Regions from separate parts of the Gossypium hirsutum genome. Here region 2 is linked to region 1. Evidence: chromatin contacts called from public Hi-C data. All regions are on one chromosome and are shown on one strand. Each heading gives the region's core, a stretch centred on a gene start, on an enhancer-like site or on the middle of the called end of the contact. The rest is flanking DNA. Distances are from core to core; before and after follow the strand shown. Region 1 holds the start of LOC107901823. Region 2 holds the start of LOC107936083 (F-box/LRR-repeat protein At3g48880).

Region 1 (2,867 bases), core at 274-2,773:
CCAAGGGTAACAATTGTTAAACCAATATAACTGTCAACGTATTAATAAAGCTAGTCAACATAGTACAAAGTAAGCTTACTATGTTATGATACTTGAAGACAAAACAAAAAATAAATGAAGGATCAAGCTACAAGTAACCCTTCAAGAGGCCTTTTTCGTTCCTCTCATCTTTTGCTTCAATAATCTTAAATCCTTTACTTTCTTTATCACAAAATCGATTGATATAAACAATAGAAAACATTTCAAAATATAAATTTTGATCCCTTTTAACTTACTTTTATCTTGTATTAATAAAACAACATTCGAGTTCATCCCAAATCTTGAACTATCACATCAACAATAATTAATTTTTTTTTTAAATTTAAATTTTGCATTCATCAATGTTTTGAACATTACTTATGGAAAAGGATTTTGATGTTTCAGCTTCCTTTGATTAAAATGGATGATACTAAAATTTTTGATGGGTTGAGTCAAGTCTTAATAAAATTTTAAACCCAATTGATAGGCTCGGGTTGACTTGACTTAAAAAATAGACCTAAATTTTTGCTCAAACTCGACTCGGATAAAAATGCTAAAATTTCGGCCCACCCGTATTTTTTTTACAATATCCAAATAATAATAAAATAGTAGTAATATAATAGTGAAATAACAACAAAACAATGGGAAAACAACAGCAAAACAACAATGTTATATTTTTTTTTTTGCAAATTTGAGTCGAGCCGAGCCCGGGCCAAAAAACCTTACCCAAGACCTGACCCATTTTCTAAATTGGCCTATTTTTTTTATCCAAGCCCATTTTAGGCCTCTATTTTTATCCAAACATTTCCACTTTTCAGGCGGGCCTTCGAGCTGAAACGAGTGGTTCGGCTCATGGACAAGTCTAAATGATACTGAAGCTTAAAAAATATAAATAAGGCATTATAATAACTTATTTGACCTTCTGATTTTATAAAAAATCATTTTAACATTTCATTTAAATTTCATCTTTAAATTTGTGTTTTTATCCAATCACCCAAAATGAATGGAAAAATTCACGTTTTTAATTTTGTTAACATGGTATACATATGAGTTGCCATGTGGATGATACGTAGATATTTAATTAATTTTTTAATATTTTACAAATTCAGAAAAAAATATAAAAACTATTTTCAAATATTAAAAATTATTAAATTTACTAAAAAGTATAAATAGTATTTTTAATATTTTATAAAATTTTAAAAATTAGTTAAATGTTGGCATATAATTTTTGCGTGTGCCACAGCAATAAAATTAATTAATTTGGAGTGATTTCATAGAAAATACAAATTAAAAATATAAAATTAAATAAGAAGTTAAAATAAATTTCTTTTTAAAAAATTAGGGGTAAAAAAATTACAAAAGCCTATAAATTGATAAAGGATAGAATAGATTGATGATGAGGCACTGTGTCGGACAAAAATGATTTATTTCACCCGAGAAGACCAAAAAGCCACTGCAACTCTCAACTTATTTACTTTTTAACTCACTGCCATTTAAAGTACAGACAAAATGATGAGCCTTCTCCCTCACATTCACTGCCCGCATTGCATCAAAGTCTTACATCTCTACCTTTCCTTCTCCACCCATCTGCCAATTGGACTTTGACTTACAGGCAGCCTTTATATTTGGTCTCCCTATCAATTTAAAATATACTCATTTATCAATTCATCATTAACCCACTCTCGCAACATCCCCTTCATCAATTAAAATTCCTTATCTCTAATCATTTCCTTTTCAATGAAGATTTGCATAATTTGAGGATTCTAGAATTTGTTTTTTTTTACTCCTATGTTTTTTGGTTCTTGATCAGACTGAAATCTGATAGCTTGGGTCTTGTTTATTTTCTCTTGTAGCTGTAAAAATGCTTTTTCTTTGACTATTTCAGTGATGAAATTGTTGATCACTCATCATTCATTGAAACCTGATGATAGAAAGACCCAGATTCTGTTTCCTGGTAAAACTTATCGATTTTGTAGCCGATTGGAGTAATCATCTTCTGTCTCTGGTGAGTGCCTGTGTTTGACCCTTCACATGATGTTGAAGCATATACTTAGATCTTTTTGCAGTTATCATCAATTCCAATTTGTTGATGAATCAATTCTTATATTTGTTTTGGTATTCTGTTAAGACTGCATCCTAGATGGATGCTGAAATCATGTTCTAAACTCCTATTCATTATATTCTACTTTGTTTGTAGTTGAAATTTATATGATAAAGCATCTACAAGTTATATTTTCTTCTCATCAGATTGCAGTGTTTAAATTCCAAGTTCTACAATCAGTGTTGAATAGATTTGGATTTTGGCATCTCATCCAATTCTCAAGGCATTAAGAAAGTTCCTGTCTGTCATTACCTACATCAGTAGGCTATTTCTCTAGTTTCTGAGCATTTACGTGTGATGATCTACATTGTGATAGCTAGAGGGTAGGCAACTCGATGTCAATCATATGTGGTGTCCCACTCCTTGAATGTGTTTACTGTCTGGCATGTGCACGGTGGGCATGGAAAAGATGCCTCCATACGGCTGGTCATGACAGTGAAACATGGGGCCTTGCGACTGCTGAAGAGTTCGAGCCTGTCCCACGACTATGCCGCTATATTCTAGCAGTCTATGAAGAAGATCTTCGGCACCCCCTTTTTGAACCACCTGGTGGCTATGGGATCAACCCAGATTGGTTGATTCTCAGAAAAACTTATGAAAACACTCAAGGACATGCTCCTCCGTATATATTATATCTTGATCATGATCATGCCGATATAGTCCTTGCCATTAGAGGTCTTAATTTGGCAAAGGAGTCTGACTACCAAGTGCTTTTGGATAATAAACTGGGGAAAAAGAAAGTTGATGG
Region 2 (2,867 bases), core at 268-2,767, 510 kb after region 1:
CACCCTCTCTCTTGGACTGCGTTTGCAATGACATATCCCACCGCATCTCCGCAAATCTCCTCCCCTATTATCATTCTTACTTGAAAAAAAGAATCATTATGCCCTAAACAATCACAGAAGAAACAAAACGGTGTTAATCACTCATACTTAAAAGTGACATAAGTACAATTTTCAAAAGTAAACATAATCTTCTTCTTTCGCTTCAAAGGGCTCCTGACATCCAACTGGACCCGTATACGCTAGAAACTTCTCAAACCCCTCCTTAAACTTTTAGAATCATATTCCAAAAATTTTCGAACAAAATCCCCAAGTTGTTTTGCGATAGACTTTGAGAACAATCCCAGAGGTAACTCATGCACTTGCACCCAAAATGTGGAGAACACTAGCTAGACCTTTACCGGATCTTTCCCTACCTCCAACCTATGGAACACCAAAAGATGATTGTTAAAAGTCCAAGGTGCCCCATTAATCACCTGATCCATATCCATTTTATGAAAGAATTTGAACAAAATCTTTTCCCCCTAGATCTAAAATCTGAATTCCTCTCACAAATGCCATAAATTCGCCATAATACTCTTTCCAATTATATTTTTATTTTTAAATATTTATTGAACAAGGATTCAAGCTTTTAAGTTGGATCTATTCAATATTTATGGCTATTTTTAATTACTTTTTTTTTGTTTACTTCCAAAAAGTATAAGGACTTAATTACTCTTTTTAGAGAATTTTTAATTACTTTTTTTCTCACTTTCAAAAAGTATAAAAAAAGACTTAATTATTTCTAATTATTTTTAAAAATTGGTATGCAAAGATTTTATACCTTTTTCAAATATAAAATTATATAAATATTGTTAGCATTACAAATTATTATCTATTTATATTATATTCAAATCATCGATTGAAGTGATGTCATGAATTAATAAAATTTCAATTTGATGAAAATTTGTATAAATCTATATTTTAGAAAATTTAAATATTTTTTTATATTTTTATAATTTTTATATTTTTTTAAAATTTTATAGTATTATTTTTTATTTTTTATTAAGTTTTATTAATTTTCGCTACTTATCACAACCATTAAAGAGAACAATAAAGGAAAAATAAAAAAAATAAAAATCCTAAAAGTTATTAATAAAATAAAAAAAGTCAAACAGTTAAGTTAACCAAATAATAAAGAAAAAGTCAAATAGTTAACTTTAACGATCATCCATTAAAGTTAATAATCTAAAGGCTAACTGGTAGGGGTGTTCAAAAATATCTAACCCGTTAACCTAGTAAAAAATAAAACGGGTGTTTTATTAACTTTAAAAAAAAAATTTGGCCGGGTATCCGACCCGCTTTTTTTACGAGTTGACGGGTCAGGCGTGGGCCGCTATTTCTGACTTCCACGAGTACTCGACCCAGTTACCCGTGTGTAATTGTATTTTTATTTTAAAATTATTTACATTTTTTAGTTAAAACTCAAACTGATTTTTACCCTAATTAATAAATCACTATCCCACTCGTTCAATTCTCCCATGCAAATCATCTCTGTCAACCCCACTCCCACCAATCGACTGACCATCTGTGACCACCCGGCACCCGCCGTCTGGCCATTCTCACCATCGCCGGTCGCCGTCATCTCAAAGCCCAGGTAAGTACTATTATTCAATATTTCAGTCTACCCGTCTCTCTCTTTGTCTCTTCTCAAACTTCTCTATTTTGTTTTGTTTTTTTGTTTGTTTTTTCTTTGGTATACTAGTCAGTCAGTTTTAGCTTTTGTTTTCTATTTCACTATGGTGCTTTGCAAATCTTTTGGGTGATAGAAAATTAAAAATTATGGATATTTTGTAACAACCGTAAATGCTAGAGCTTGATATTTACTGTTATTATGTTTAAAGATTCTAAATTATTGCTTTGATTGTTTCCATTTTATACCTCATGTTGTGACCCTATAGAAATGAGGAGATGAATTATCTGCTATTAACTTTGTCTAGTATTAGACAATCAGACTTTCATCGATTGTATTTTGCAGTCTGTTTAATCATATAAGACTACTTTGTACTTCTTTTTTCTGAATGCACTTTGTTCTTGCCTATGTCCTATGGATTGTTTCTGTTCATAAATCATGTTCTTTTTTTCTGATGTTATTTGTTGACTGTAATTTAAATTGTTTTGACGATATTGTCCCTGAGGAAAAACTCATTTCTTAATTAATTGTTTTGACCATCTTAATTGTTCTCTTAGTTCTTATTTAGTCCACTTTTTCCACCAGCTTTGTGAGAATAAGTAATTGAGTTATGATAGTTGAATTATCTAATTTTTAGCTTATTTTTTCCAGATTGGTTTATGATAAAAGTTCAAATTTTCAGCAAATAGTATTTGTTAAAATGGTTTCAGATACACACCATGCCATGATGATTGATGATGAGTTCACAACTATATGTTTTATCTTTAATTGTATTTTTTTTTAAGTATTATCTTTGGATTATGTAATTTGATTTAGAAACTTTATGTTTGGATTTCTAAACTTTATGTTTGAATTATGCTATTATCCACTTTAGTTTGTCATTTTGAATCACTATAAATTGTATGATTTGTAAAACAATTTTCACAAATTTAATCAGGGTACTTTGTGACTCGAAAATACGGGTACTCAATTATTACAGGTACCCAAAATTCTGGGTACCTGAAGATATTCAAGAGTCGGGTCACGGGCCAACATTTTTAATACTCAAAAATTTAGGTATCCGAATCTTTGAGGACCCGAAATTGCGAGTACTCGATTATGAACACCCCTACTAATTTGTTGTATTTTCTCAATTTAAATATTCAGTTGACAGAAAAAATGACCGATTTATTTAAAAAAGAAATAATTATTAATAAAA

What was found. A called contact is a pair of places that touch in the nucleus more often than the background predicts.
Region 2: a Hi-C map of leaf shows a contact between it and region 1, with 2.7 times the contacts expected there. The contact joins the promoter of LOC107936083 here to the promoter of LOC107901823 in region 1. A contact is called at or near these places in 7 of 34 Hi-C or Micro-C datasets (callus, hypocotyl, leaf and 1 more).

The regions. Positions count from the first base shown.
Region 1 is chrA09:23,719,546-23,722,412 of Gossypium_hirsutum_v2.1, forward strand. LOC107901823 reads left to right here and starts at 1,524. Exons shown (of 6, transcript XM_016827989.2): 1 at 1,524-2,023; 2 at 2,266-2,867. The coding sequence starts at 2,455.
Region 2 is chrA09:24,234,407-24,237,273 of Gossypium_hirsutum_v2.1, forward strand. LOC107936083 (F-box/LRR-repeat protein At3g48880) reads left to right here and starts at 1,518. Exons shown (of 4, transcript XM_016868734.2): 1 at 1,518-1,633.